Regions from separate parts of the Sus scrofa genome. Here regions 2 and 3 are each linked to region 1. The links are chromatin contacts, called in public Hi-C and HiChIP or PLAC-seq maps. All regions are on one chromosome and are shown on one strand. The core of a region is the stretch at or near the end of the contact, and the rest is flanking DNA. Distances in the headings are between cores, read along the strand shown.

Region 1 (4,693 bases), core at 917-3,416:
CTGCGGTATGTCAGATACCCTTAACTCCAACAGGGAGGAGGCATTTGAGAATGATTATGTACATAAGCAAAGAAAAAAAAAATTCACTCATGTTTATGGCTCAACATGCAACTCCATCCCCCAGGGCATTTGCATTTCAATGGCGTATGAAATGAAGTGATCCATTTACAGCATTCAGTTTGTACGGTTCATGACTCCATAAAAGTGCCTTGAGGTTTGCAAGTCACTGAATAAATCATGATAATAAACTTCCATTTTGACATACATATTCTATTATCTATGAAACATAATTTTAGTAAATCGACAATAAATCTTTTTATGATTAAATCGCCTTGCCATGTTGGTACACAGATCTACTTGCTATATATTAGTCTATGTTCCCGTGGGGGATAAGAATATATTGACCCTTTTTATATATCATGATGGTTGGAAATTCTCAAATAGGCAACACAATTTTTGAAATTCAAGTCCATTTACTCCTAGAAATTTTACAGTTCAAGTTTTCAAATGCTTTTTTTTAAAAACATTGTAAACAAGTTCATACAGAGGTCTTTGAACACTGCATCATTCTTGTAAGACTAAAGATTTGTTGAGAGCATGTAAACGGAAACACATGGCTTGTGGATCCTTTAATATAGATCTAGCTTAAAGGTCAACACGGTGTTTCTTTTTGGAGGTTAACCTATCCCAGATCTTGGGAAAGGAAGTGCTGGCATGTTCTGTAGGCCTCCAAACATTAAAATCCATTTTCTTCTCTGAGGTCTGGAAATAATCTGATGGGGTTCTCACCATGCAGATGACGAGGACTGCGGCGCTGCGGGATGCAGTGCGCAGGCGCGGTGTGTTACAGAGGGAGAGGACGCCACGTGTCAGTGTTTGAAAGGATTTGCTGGAGATGGAAACCTGTGTTCTGGTAAGAGCAAAGGCCAAATACACATAATATCTGGAAAATAATGAATCAAAAACATCCTCTCAGATCATACCGATGCAAAATCTCCAGAAGGATTTATGTGATCAGCGGGATTGAATGTTGTTTGATACTAGCTAAAAAGATCATGGAGGTAGGCATAGAAAATCTGAAACATTTAATATCGTGTTAGATTACACGGCATTTACATTAACGTGCCGTAATATATGCAATTGATATTAAGGATAAAGAATTTATAATTAGCTTCTGAAGTATGAATCTGTGTTCAAGTCAAATTTATAAATGCCTCAATTCCAATAAAAGCAGCCCCCCAAAAAAAGCTTAGGTCATAAGTTTTCATTGTTAAGTGGGTTTTGCTGAATGGGTTTCTATTTGGTATTGATAGTCATTACTGTAAAAATCTCCCATCGTACAGTCTGAAACTCTAGCACAAAGTGATTATTAACACATACTTAGCTAACTGAACACTGAGAAATCGATAAAAATTGATTCAGAAGTGAACTTGATGTCCAGGATGCAGGGCTTGTATTACATTTGCAAACAGAACCTATTTGTCGCTGGATGATTGTATGAAAGACTATACTATTCTTTCCTGCTATTTTCATTTATACCAGGATTGCCTGCACGTTTCACTAGTTCATCGTTTGTCCACAGATATAGATGAGTGTGAGCTGGGCACCTCGGTGTGCCCTCCTACCTCCTCCGAGTGCATCAATACCGAAGGTGGTCACGTCTGCCGCTGCTCGGAAGGCTACCAGGGAGATGGGATCCACTGTCTCGGTAAGAGAGCTGCGGGCTGAAGGAGGAGGGTGGAGGCAGGCCTTGGAGACTCACCAAACACGGGGCGTGGTGGGCCGAGAAAAGATGGGATCTAATTGGGGTGACACACAAGTTAAGACCAAAAGAGGACCTGACATCTTTCAGTTCTTGGTAAACAGTCAAGTTCTTGGTAAACAGTCAAGTTCATCCCCTTTGGCCATGATTGGCACTCGTCAGCCTCAGCGCTCTGTTTCCCCCTGGTTCTTTCTCAGGGTGAGCGACCTCAGGGCTTCATCAGGACTCCACATCGGGGTGGGGAACTGAACAGCACTTTCTTGGTCCCTAACGTGAGCTGATGTGGTTTTTATTGGAGGTCCCCGCTGTGAGCAAACGAGAGGAGGGGTGGTTCTGGGAAAGGGCTCGCTGGCTGACTCTTGAGAAGTTCAAGCTGCTGACATTTAGCAAGCGAGGGATGATGAAGACCTCTTTCCTAATCGCCGTCCTCTGCCAAGTTCTGGGTGTGGCTGGAGGGTTGGGAGTTCACTTAACAGATGCCAGGTACCATTCCAGGTGTCAGTAGCGTGGCAGCAAGTAGAGACCTGCCTGAAGCCATCGTGGCCCAGTAAAATCGTTATCTCAAGTTTTACGGGGCTTTCAAATGTCTCTCTCAGTCTTTTCTTTTCCTTCTGAAAACAAAAATCTTTTCACGGCCAGGGGCAGATGCCCTGATAAAAACTAATATGGTACTGCTTTCTCCCAACATGCTGAGGTTGAAGATGAAACATCAGTCATGACTACCAATTGTCTGGATCTAGTCGGTTTAAATCAGACCTTTATCAGATTAGTTTTGCGGAGTCCACAGACATCTGTAAATGCTCTTTTAAGCACATATTTGGCTGTCAGTCAGGAAAATGTCACTGGTCTCATTAAGCAGGCTCACAGATAATTTAGACAAACAGGCTTTATATTTAATTGACTTTGAAGAAAAAGGGAAGGTATACTTTCTTGGATGCTTAAACTCACTATGCTCTGGACTCTCACCCTGCAACTCACCCACCTCCTTCCACGCAGCAGGGTGTCCTCGCCCAGCCTGCCCTGTTGGCACAGAGTCCTTGGGCCACCTGGAAGCCCTGGGCTTGTTCTTATTCTCTGTGCTGCTCCCCTCCATGCAGATTTAGCACTTTGAACCATGCCTAGCACATAGTAAGTGCCATAGAAAACAACGGTCGTTGTTATTCCTAAGAGTAGTTGTGTTTCCTGGCCAAGAGTCCATCTTTGTTTTTGCTTCTATCTCATTCTCAAGGTGATAGTTCATAGAGATTACAATAGGATGTCAGTTTAAAAAAGAACACAGAAAAAGACTCCATTTGCACTATTCAGGATAGCGCTTCAATACGGCTCCAGGCAACAGACGAGCACTGGCAGCATTTGGGTCAAGTGGTGCTGTGATGGGAGATGTGGTTCAGGACGATTAATCTGGCGCTGGTGTTTAGGAGTGGAGTGGAGGAGAGCTGGGATGGAGGGAAGGTAGAAGACTGCTCCTCTTAGAGCAGCAGGAAATTTTACAGAGAAAGGACTTCAGTGTTAGGGTGGCAGTAACTGAGACAAGGAAAGGGGAGTCGTTGGGAAAGAAAGTGATGCTTTCATGGAGTTCCCTTCATGGCTCAGCAGTTAACAAACCCAACTAGGATCCATGAGGATGTGGGTTTGATCCCTGGCCTCGCTCAATGGATTAAGGAGCCGGTGTTGTCATGAGCTGTGGTGCAGGTTGCAGACGAGGCTTGGATCCTGTGTTGCCGTGGCTATGGGGTAGGCTGGCAGCTGCAGCTCCAGTTTGACCTGGGAACCTTCATATGCCAAGGGTGAGGCCCTAATGAGCAAAAAAAAAAAAAAAAAAACCAAAACAAAAAAACAAAACAAAACAAAACGTGATGCCTTCGTTTGTTTCTGTGAAAAAAGGCAAAAATGTTTCCTCTGATCTGAACTTCTGAATGTTTACCTAGAGACTGTTAACCATCTCCACCCTTCCCACTGAGCTACTTATGCTGAGAAATTTCCTTTCCTTACAACCAGTAGGGAAACTTCCAGTTTACCTGCCTGGGCATGCAACCGAGGGGCCCAGGTCATCTCTCTCTCCAACATGTATACTAGAATTTTTCAACCTAAAAATGTGTGGGACTCTGAGAATACGCAGTGTGACATGAGTGGAAGATGCTCCCCTTCCAGAATATTGGTGTTTCCAATTGTACAGTCCTCTGTTCTCCTCCACACCCCACTTCTTTCTACTCCCTTTTTCTGGCAGATATTGATGAGTGCCAACTAGGTGTGCACACCTGTGGGGAAAATGCCACCTGTACAAATACGGAGGGAAACTACACCTGCACATGTGCTGGCCGCCCCTCTGAACCCGGACGGATTTGCCCTGGTAGGTTGGTGGGTGGTCCAGATCCCAGGGGAGGAACTTGATTCTGAAAAAAAACTCTGTACCCAAGTGTATTTCCATTAGAGATTCTAGAAATCATTTGGTTCAATCAGGCTGGAGAGTTTACTTTCCTGATTAGATTGATGCTGGGGCTCAGAATGTGAAATGGTCCAAGTTTTCTTAATTTAATAGCATCTGGGATAAATCCTTCTTTATTACTTACAATTCAATAAAGGTGGGAACCCAGGTGGTTCTCTTTAACTCTGCAGCTAATGTCCTGATTTGTAATGTTGATTTTGGGGGCTGCTGGAAAAACTCTTCAGGGCGAGACAGGTTGGGGAAGATATCTGGACTCTTAGCAGTTTTTGAATCCCTTTAAAAGATTTTAAAATATTCCTTTAATAAGTCAGTATTTCTTGATCTGAATTACAACTTTAAAAAATGCTGATAAGGTTGATTTCTGTTTCCTGAACCCTCCCCCCATAACAGCAGTATCTTCTCACCATCAGCACCCCAGTAGGGGGCTGGCTTCATAGACCCAAAAGCCAGGATCAGAGGCTCTGTCCCTGTTGCTGCCAGCGATG
Region 2 (4,693 bases), core at 993-3,492, 450 kb after region 1:
TCTCCACACAAACAAAAAATGTATTACTAGGAAAAATAAACATATCATCAGATCAAAATCATGTTTAAATTATAATAACTCTTTAAACTGCATTCATCAAGATTTAGACCATGGAACTATACTAACATTTGCATTTTTCTCTAATTTTTCTAGTATTAACCTTCAGATACTTTTTAAAATTTTTAGATTCATAGATGCATTATGTTTTTCATAGATACATAATTTTTAGTCATCGTTTACAATAAAATCAATCTACTTGTTCCATTTTTGTAAAAAAAAGTTATAAATGATATATGCATAGGAAAATAAACCTAGAAAACTTGAGTTTTTACTGTTGGGAATCTATAGCGGCTCCTGAACAAGGAAGAGAGAAAAGGACAAAATACCAAAAGTTATCCTTATTTTTAACTTGATTAAAAAGTGAAATTATAATATATGCCTTAATGCCCCCAGAAAGAAATCAGCTTTTTCTTTTCTCCAAGCTATTGTATACTCCTACCTGGTAGACAATGTTAAGCTATAGTCTAAACTGAATGGCCTTTTCCCTTTTCTCACTGCTTAAATCTTCCAAGGCTATGGAACTCTAATTTTTATAGAAAATTTTTATAATCTAAAAGGTCCACACAGGAGTTCCATCGTGGCACAGTGGTAAACGAATCCGACTAGGAATGATGAAGTTGTGGGTTCGATCCTGGCCTTATTTAGTGGGTTAAGGAACTGGCGATGCCGTGAGCCGTGGTGTAAGTCGCAGAGGCAGCCTGGAAGCTGCGTTGCTGTGGCTGTGGCGTAGGCTGGCAGCTACAGCTCCAATTAGACCCCTAGCCTGGGAACCTCCACATGCTGCAGGAGCAACCCTAGAAAAAGGCAAAAATAAATAAATAATTAATTAATTAATTAAAATGAATAAATAAAAGGCCCACACGTGTGTAAGTTAGTTTTAACACTATGGCCTCAACCATCTCTTAGAAATGGGCCATTTCACATCTCCATCAGGGAGAATTCTCTATGAGACAAGCTTATATGTCTTCGGCAGGCCACTCAATTTAAACAGGTGGGAGAATGGTAGGAGGTGTACTGTGTTAGCGCAATCAAAGTCAGCTTCCTTAGTGAAAATTAGATTGGCCATATTTATATTGCCAGAAGCTGTTACATTGCTCGACATTTAAAAGGTGAATTACAGGAGTTCCCGATGTGGCTCAGCAGTTATAAACCTGACTAGTATACATGAGGATGTGGGTTCGATCACTGGCCTTGCTCGGTGGGTTAAGGATTGACATTGCTGCAAGCTGTGGTGAAGGTTTCAGATGTGACTTGGACCTGGTGTTGCTGTGGCTGTGGTATAGGCCAGTGGCTACAGCTCCGATTTGACCCCTAGCCTGGGAACTTCCATATGTTGTGGGTGTGGCCCTAAAAAAAGAAAAAAAAAGTGAATTATACCTTTAAAAAATAAAAGCTGATACTCATGAATTTTAGACAAAATATAGAAAACTATTATTTCATTTTTGTTATTTCCATTTCTTAATATTTCATACTCTCAAATCTATTATTTTACTCAGATTAGATTAGATTCTGTAAATGGTTCCAAAATTATAAAATTACATTGCCTTAATCCTCTATCCCTTTTTGTGTTATGATGCTTTTACAGACCTCAGAGTAATATTTTTACATTTGTAGAGTATATCTTATGCTCACTCTTAGGCACAGCCTAGTCTCAGAGACCATGTCTTAGGGCTGACAGTGGAAATGTGAGATCCTGACTGTGCATGTAGGGTATCCAGACACTGCACACTCTGTTGTTTCAGCCGGGCTGGCACTGGGAAAAGGTCAGGGGGAATGAAATGTTAGTCTACATGGCAACACCAAACCAGCAGAGCAGTGCAAGAGTAAAATCTGTAGGTAGGATGTGACTTTTTAAAAAATCCTCCTTTGTCTGTCTCTTGAGAAGCTACAAGTGATCATTCTTAGATTGGCTTCACTAAAATCAGACCCTGAGGTGATCATTCAAGTGGAAGTGACTCATTAGGAAATGTTTCTGGGAAAGGCTAACAGGGGAGTGGGAAATGGGATACTGAGCACCAAAGGTGCAACATCGAGGAGGTCCAGTCCAGGGGAATTACCCTGCAGGGAAATTCTGGAGACAGTGCTTTAGAGTGGTCCTGCCAGATGAGACAAAGAATACCCTCATGCCCATTCATCATTGGCTAAGGGCTGCATCCAAGGATGCACATTTCCAGGAACTTCTGGTTTGCCCTGCTTAGGCGCCAGAGGGCAGTCTTCTGACAGAGAGACCCAGGTGCTGGCTGTTGGCAGGGAAAATACATTGGAATCTAGGGTGCCCAAAAATGACAAAGAGATTCAAGGGGATAAGGGAGGGGCACTGACAATGTCTCCTATAGGACCCAAGAAACAACTTATGTATTGGTTCTAAGAAACTTATAGCCAAAAACATTCCACTGAAAAAATCCTTCGAGAGCTAGAAAAACCTCAATCTATAAAACATTTCAATAGTTATAAAACAAAGGATTACTTCTTTCATGTAGATGGCAAATATACATTCTTGCTGAGTTACATAAATTTTATTATATCTTGAAAGGGAGATATATCATTCCCCCATTCTTATTAGGGACTTGAATGACCACAGATGAAAAAAAAAAAAAAAAAAAAAAAAACAAGGCTAACTTTGAGTTGAAACCCAAACCCAAACACAGACTCATCCCCGCTCTAGACCTCCTGTATTTTCTGACTGCTAATATATGATATGAGAAATGTGTTATTTCCTTCACAGCCTTTATGATTGTCTTCTGAATTCTAAAAAAGCTTTGTGTTTGCTGAACAGAAATTATAGCATATTAGAGTGTATGCAAATATGTGTGTGATGCTCAATTTTATATCATGTATTACATTTGTGCAATATCTTTATTCCAAAGCCTGAAGGCATTTTAATTTAAACAATCTTCTTCATCCTTAGCTAATTTTTGATACAAAATTCCAAATTTTAGATTTATAGAAATTGAAAGCAGTTGCATAGCCTATCTTTATCACAAAACAACATTGTATTAGCTGTTTAATGGTATACTAAACTAGACAATCACTTATGAGGAAAACATGCTTGTCTATTGCTTTTTTAATTTCTTTTATTTTGGAAATGTTTTTATTTTTAGTAATAAAATTAAAATTTTCCTTTTTAAAAAACTTTAGCTACACATGGAATATTCCAGTTAGATGGACTAACGATAATGAATCAACGATTACAATCTACAACAGGTCAGAAACAGGAGGTAAATATTGTCAATTGATTTCTTTCTTCTTCGAATTAATGGATTGAATTGCTACTTTGAATGAGCACTACATTAAATGAATGTAAGTGTCAATAAACAACAAGAAAGCTTGAACTTATATAAGTTTCAGCTAAAAGAAACCTCTTAAATAATTAATGGGTGAGCCCAAATCCTTATCCATAATAATGAGAACTTTTCTACCTTAAATTCTTTTTAATGACTTACCATGACTGACACAATAATAAATACCCATAGCCAAAGGAGAAGGGTCATATACTGAACCATTCATTGGAAGATCAACATATAAATTTTCTTCCTTTCCTCTCCTTTCTCCTTTCCTCCCTTTTCTTTCTTTCTTCCTTTCTTTTTTAAAAAAATCAGATAAGTAAGCCACTGAATTTCTTAAATTGTTATATGGCAAGTCTGATTTTAAAAATTCTTTCAGTAAATTAGACTTATCATTTTTATTCAGATTAGCACGTTAGACTCTTTAATGATCCCAAAGTATCTTTTCTGAGCTATAAGTTGTCACCAGTAACTCAAGGCACTCTCTATATCAATCCATCCAACCATCTCCCCAAGTGAATGACTTGGCACTTGCCTATGTTAAAATTCAACTGTGACTGGTCTGTTCACATAAATCAACTAGAAATACATTTCTGTATTCTATCTCCATTGATTTGTCTTTCCCTTTCTTTTTTTTTCTTTTTTTTTTTTTTTTGGCTTTCCTAGGGCCGCATTCGCAGCATATGGAGTTTCCCAGGCTAGAGGGCTAATCGGAGCTGAAGCCACCGGCCTACACCAGAGCCACAGCAATGCGGGATCCGAGCCGCGTCTGCAACCTACACCACAGCTCATGGCAATGCTGGATCCTTAACCCACTGAGCGAGGCCAGGGATCGAACCCACAACCTTGTGATTCCTAGTCGGATTCGTTTACCACTGCGCCATGACGGGAACTCCTGTCTTTCCCTTTCTTGAAAAAATTGTTATATAAAAACAAGGAGAACTTATCACATGTTCTCTACTACAGATAGCCAAAAAAACAATAAATAAGGTAGGTTTTAGCAGCCATCTCAAAAGAATTTTGCCTTTCACAGCTTTTTTTTTTTTTTTTTTGGTCTTTTTAGGGCCACGTCTGTGGCATATGGAGGTTCCCAGGCTAATGGTCGAATGGAGCTGCAGCTGCTGGCCTACATTGCAGCCACAGTCATGCCAGATCTGAGCCGTGTCTGTGAACTACACCACAGCTCAGGGCAACACTAGATCCTTAACCCAGTGATCGAGGCCAGGGATGGAACCTGTGTCCTCATGGGTACCAGTCAGGTTCATTTCTGCTGAGCCACAACGGAACTCCCTTTTATACTTTTGCTATTGTGCTTGTTTTGTGTTTCAAAATCATTTTTTATCTAAGAA
Region 3 (4,693 bases), core at 639-3,138, 310 kb after region 1:
TCATTATATGGTGTTAGTTTAGTGATAACTAACATTGTTTGGTTTTGCTAACACCAAAAATGTCAATTTTTTTCTGCATGAATTGAAATGATCATTTCCCACCTCCATTCTATTAATGTAGCATATTATATTGCTTTCTTGGGCTAAACCCCACTTAGTCAAGATGCATAATCCTCTTAATATGCTACCGAATTCAGTTTGCTAGTATTTTGTTGAAGATTTCTGCATCTATATTCATCTTTCTCCAGTAAAACAGAATAATTCCACTTTTTATATCCTATTTTTTTCCAAATTTATTTCCTTTAAGATTTTAAAAATGAAATTCTAAGATATTATAAGATTAGTGAAAATATATTTGAAAGCATCTATCCTGACATGCAGTCAGCATTCCAAAAACAGCTTCATTCTTCCTGTCTCCTTTTATCAAAATCTTACCTATAAAAAAATTCATGTCATTTCAAGAATCTCATACTATTCAATAGCCCTTCTTTAAGGAGATTTCTTTCCATTTAATTTTTAACTTCAACCCCTAGATATGTATCTTTATAAAGCATATTTGAATATTATGTCAAAAATCATTTTCCCCACACCATTCTACTCTCATTTTGGGGAACTTCTTGAAAGATAAGATACTGTGAATTACTTTGTTGAGAGGAAATTTCTCGAAGGTGAAATGAAAGAGGGTATTCACCATGTTGCAAATTCAATTTCCCCGCATATTCTATAGAAATTTGTGATTATTTTTATCCATCTGTGATATTCTCCAAGTTATAAAGGAAGCTGTTACTTTTGAGGCCATTTCAAAAGTTACTTTATAAAGGATCTTATATAAGAACAAGCATCTAGGAGTTCCCGTTGTGGCTCGGTGGTTAACGAATCCGACTAGAAACCATGAGATTGCAGGTCTGATCCCTGGCCTTGCTCAGTGGGTTAAGGATCCGGCATTGCCGTGAGCTGTGGTGTAGACTGCAGATGCGGCTCAGATCCAGTGTTGCTTTTGCTGTGTAGGCTGGAGGCTACAGCTCAGATTAGATCCCTAGCCTGGGAACCTCCTTATGCCATGGGAGCAGCCCTAGAAAAGGCAAAAAGACAAAAAAAAAAAAAAAAAAAGAACAAACATCTAAATTGACTTGTAGAGTTGTAGTGTCCCAGGGTTGGGTTTGCCCATGGGTTCCTCCACAGTAATTAGAGTGTTGGGAAGTTCCTGTTGTGGCTCATGGGTAATGAGCCCAACTGGTATCCATGAGGATGCGGGTTCCATCCCTGGCCTCGCTCAGTGAGTCAGAGATCGGGAATGGCTGTGAGCTGTGGTGTAAGCCGCAGACACAGCTGGGATCCCACTTTGCTATGGCTGTGGTGTAGGCCAGCAGCTGTAGCTCCGATTTGACCTCTAGCCTGGGAGCCAGGGAACTTCCATATGTCAAGAGTGTAGCCCTAAAAAGCGGACAAAAAAAAATAGTGTTGAAAATTGCTTATTTCCCATTTGGTGTTATCAGTACTTATTATAAAACACCTTCTAAAACCAAGATTAGAATCCTGTTTAAAAAAGAAAGCTGGATGGCTAGAGGCAGGGCGAATCAACTTTCGAGTTCAACAACCAATTCAAGGCAGACCCTGGCCTAGAAGAGTAGCTACCTTAGAGCATAAAGAAATTTGGTGCTTGGGATCCATGAGTCATAAACTAATTTTCTTGGCTACTTTGTGGGGTTCATTTTTACCTCTTCTCAGCTCTGCTTCTCAGGGGTGATGGCCCTCATTACTATTAAAAGCAGCAGATTTCCCGCTAATGGCTAATGAGGGCATGATCTCCAGTGCCAGCTACTATTTCTACTTATATCTGCCACACTTCAAGCCAAGAACATTGATGTTGGTACAAGGATCCTATCTTTTGAAACTGACTGCCCTGCCTCTGGCCACTGTTCAAACTTCTATCGCCAAATGTAGCAGCTGTGCTGTGCTTTCAGATAGTTTCCTAAGCAGTTCTAGCGTTTGCTTTTTGGTAGCTCCCTTATGCTGTGATTCAGTGGAATCTGTGTGCCCTGGACAGAAACACAATGCATTCAAGTATTCATAAATACTTATCGAGCACCTGCAACGTATACACATTGTTCTAGATTTTAGGGACATATCAGTGAACAAAAAGGATGAACTTATATTCTGTCTATGCAATGGGAAAGAATTTCAATTCATTTCTTCCTTTAGAAACTTTCCCATTGTTCTTGAAACTTATTGAGTCTTGATACTTTTTTCTCATGATGGCTCACTCCATCTGAATTCTGGGGTAAATAGAATAAGTTCAGTTGGGATCTTTGCTATAAAACAAAGTAAGAGTTCAAAAGAAACCTGCTGAGTGTCTATTTATTTATTTACTTTGGCCACAATATGCAGCAGCTTGATGTGGGACCAAAGTTTCCAGACCAGGGACTGAACCTGGGCCGCAATGGTGAAAGCACCAAGTCCTAACGACTAGACACCAGGGAACTGCCTGAAATTTTATAGAACACGTAAATGTCACCCAAGATACACATACTGGGTAAACTTGTCTTTTTGGATGTGAAAGGATTATACTTTACCAAATATAATGTACAACCTGGAAAAGACATTGCTGGCTATTGCTTCATCAACCTCAACTCTCTGGTCTGGGAGATCTCCTTGGGGACATGTTGCAGAATTGCCTTATATGTGTAGTTTGAAATGAAACCTTTAAAGACATTTTATAATCAAACACAATCAATGTTTTTATAAACCTTAGCTTTCGAGGCAGCCTAACTTCCTGTCATAGACATTTAAAACAGCATCTTTTAAAATGAAACTGTCTGAAGTAGAGCACACTTGGCAACTGAGTCAGCAGAACTCAGGAAATAGTCTCTCTAAGGTGTCTGCAGGTCAGTTTCAACATACCAACACTTGTCAACACGTGCCCAGCTACCAACACTTGCCCTTGAACTTGTAGTTTCAAGGGTTCAGAGTAAGAGGTCTACCATAGAGAGGGGTATTTTGAAGAAGCAGACCTCTTGAAACCTATCAGCATAGTCAGCAGAACGCCAATGACTCTCACATCACCTGGTTTAAAGCAATTTATGTTATTTATAAGACCACAGTCTCAGGGTTGGATCACATTTATAGAGTGAAGAGCACGGTGCCCTAGAAGGCTTGTACTCCCAACTGGCTTGTGCTTGGGGAGACTGGTACTGACTTTTTAGGCAGAGTAAACACAATGTGTAGGATTCACAAAATTGTGTGTTGTAACTTCCGTTGAAATCAGAAGAAAATGAATATAAAATAATGAATTGAGCCTGGATTATATATGTCTTTGTACCAACAGAGTCAATTTTTGATATTTTTGGTGCAAGAAGGGGCTCATGAAAGCAAAAATGTTTAGGGTCCATGAAGGCCATCTGGAGCCAAGGGGAGACAGATAATATCCAAGATTTTAAAAATAAAATATATAGTCTATTTGAGAAAAAAACAAATCAAGGAATGGGAAAAGTGTTAGGGGAAGGAGAGTTGAAATTTTAGATACTGTGCACCACGGAGTTCCCGTTGTGGCTCAGCAGAAATGAATCTGACCAGCATCCATGAAAACGCAGGTTCGATCCCTGGCCTTGCTCAGTGGGTAAGGATCCGGCGTTGCCATGAGCTGTGGTGTAGGTCGCAGATATGGTTAGGATTTGGCATGGCTGTGCTTGTGGTATAGGCCAGCTGTTGCAGCTCCAATTTAACCCCTAGCCTGGGAACTTCCATATGACTCGGGGATGGCCCTAAAGAGACAAAATAAATAAATAAATAAATAAGATACTGTGTACCAGGAGCAAGGTTTTCTGAGCAGGTGACATTTGAGTAGACCTGAGAGAGGTGTGTAAAGTGTTAGAAATACAGACAGAGATTATTATTATTATTATTATTATTACTTTTTGCCTTTTCTTGGGCCGCTCCCGTGGCATATGGAGGTTCCCAGGCTAGGGGTCGAATCGGAGCTGTAGCCACCGGCCTACACCAGAGACACAGCAACATGGGATCCGAGCCACGTCTGCAACCTACACCACAGCTCATGGCAATGTCGGATCCTTAACCCACTGAGCAAGGCCAGGGATCGAACCTGCAATCTCATGGTTCCTAGTTGGATTTGTTAACCACTGAGCTACGACAGGAACTCCAACAGAGATTATTATGGAAAAAAGGAAAAGCAGGTACTAAAGCCCTGATGCAAGAAGGTGCTTGATGTCTGAATAACAGGAAAGAGGCCAGCATGACTAGAGAGTATGAACAAAGAAAGACAAAGGGGAGGTAAGAAATAGATGAAATCAAAGAGGTGACTGGAGGTTAGCTTACATGGGTGTAAGGTTATTGTAAGAACTCTGACGTATTTTGACCTGATTTATATTTTAAAGGGGTTACCCTGCATGTTGTATTCAGAAGATACTGAAGGGGGCACAAGCAGAAGGTGCAAGGCCAGTTAGGAGGCTGTGGTAATAATCCAAGCAAGCAATAATGGTGACTTGGGTCAGGGTATTTGCAGTGGGGGTGATGAAAGGTAGATGGATTCTGTAAGCATTTTGAATGCAAGGATGATAAGACTCTGGATGGATTGGATCTGGGTTGTGAGAGGAAAAACAGGGGTCAAGGATGACTGTTTGGACTGAGCAAGAGGATGGACGGCATTACCACTGACTGAGATGGAGAACATTAAGGG

What was found. Hi-C and Micro-C count contacts between places; a contact is called where the count stands out from the background. HiChIP or PLAC-seq counts read pairs in DNA pulled down with a chosen protein or histone mark.
Region 2: a contact with region 1 is called in a Hi-C map of skeletal muscle, with 4 times the contacts expected there. The contact joins two enhancer-like sites. A contact is called at or near these places in 1 of 5 promoter capture datasets (liver), 19 of 47 Hi-C or Micro-C datasets (alveolar macrophages, brain, embryonic fibroblasts and 12 more) and 1 of 2 datasets of contacts at active chromatin or transcription factors (skeletal muscle).
Region 3: a contact with region 1 is called in an H3K27ac HiChIP or PLAC-seq map of skeletal muscle, with 3 times the contacts expected there. The contact joins two enhancer-like sites. A contact is called at or near these places in 2 of 47 Hi-C or Micro-C datasets (embryonic fibroblasts and liver) and 1 of 2 datasets of contacts at active chromatin or transcription factors (skeletal muscle).

The regions. Positions count from the first base shown.
Region 1 is chr8:112,251,509-112,256,201 of Sscrofa11.1, reverse strand. It overlaps EGF (epidermal growth factor), which reads left to right. Exons shown (of 24, transcript NM_214020.1): 17 at 797-913; 18 at 1,583-1,708; 19 at 3,990-4,112. Among named protein-coding and RNA genes, the nearest start is that of EGF, 76 kb to the left of the region's middle. Within about 2 kb of position 2,166, at least 2 of the 83 cell types and tissues checked have an H3K27ac peak or open chromatin away from gene starts, as enhancers often do. A contact at or near this core is called in skeletal muscle, where this site is marked.
Region 2 is chr8:111,797,185-111,801,877 of Sscrofa11.1, reverse strand. ENPEP (glutamyl aminopeptidase) reads left to right here. Exons shown (of 20, transcript NM_214017.1): 11 at 3,199-3,278. All of the region lies in intron 3 of LOC106504743 (a long non-coding RNA gene), which reads right to left. Among named protein-coding and RNA genes, the nearest start is that of ENPEP, 59 kb to the left of the region's middle. Within about 2 kb of position 2,242, at least 1 of the 83 cell types and tissues checked has an H3K27ac peak or open chromatin away from gene starts, as enhancers often do. A contact at or near this core is called in skeletal muscle, where this site is marked.
Region 3 is chr8:111,940,381-111,945,073 of Sscrofa11.1, reverse strand. The region is part of intron 4 of LOC106504743 (a long non-coding RNA gene); the gene reads right to left. Among named protein-coding and RNA genes, the nearest start is that of ENPEP, 84 kb to the right of the region's middle. Within about 2 kb of position 1,888, at least 3 of the 83 cell types and tissues checked have an H3K27ac peak or open chromatin away from gene starts, as enhancers often do. A contact at or near this core is called in skeletal muscle, where this site is marked.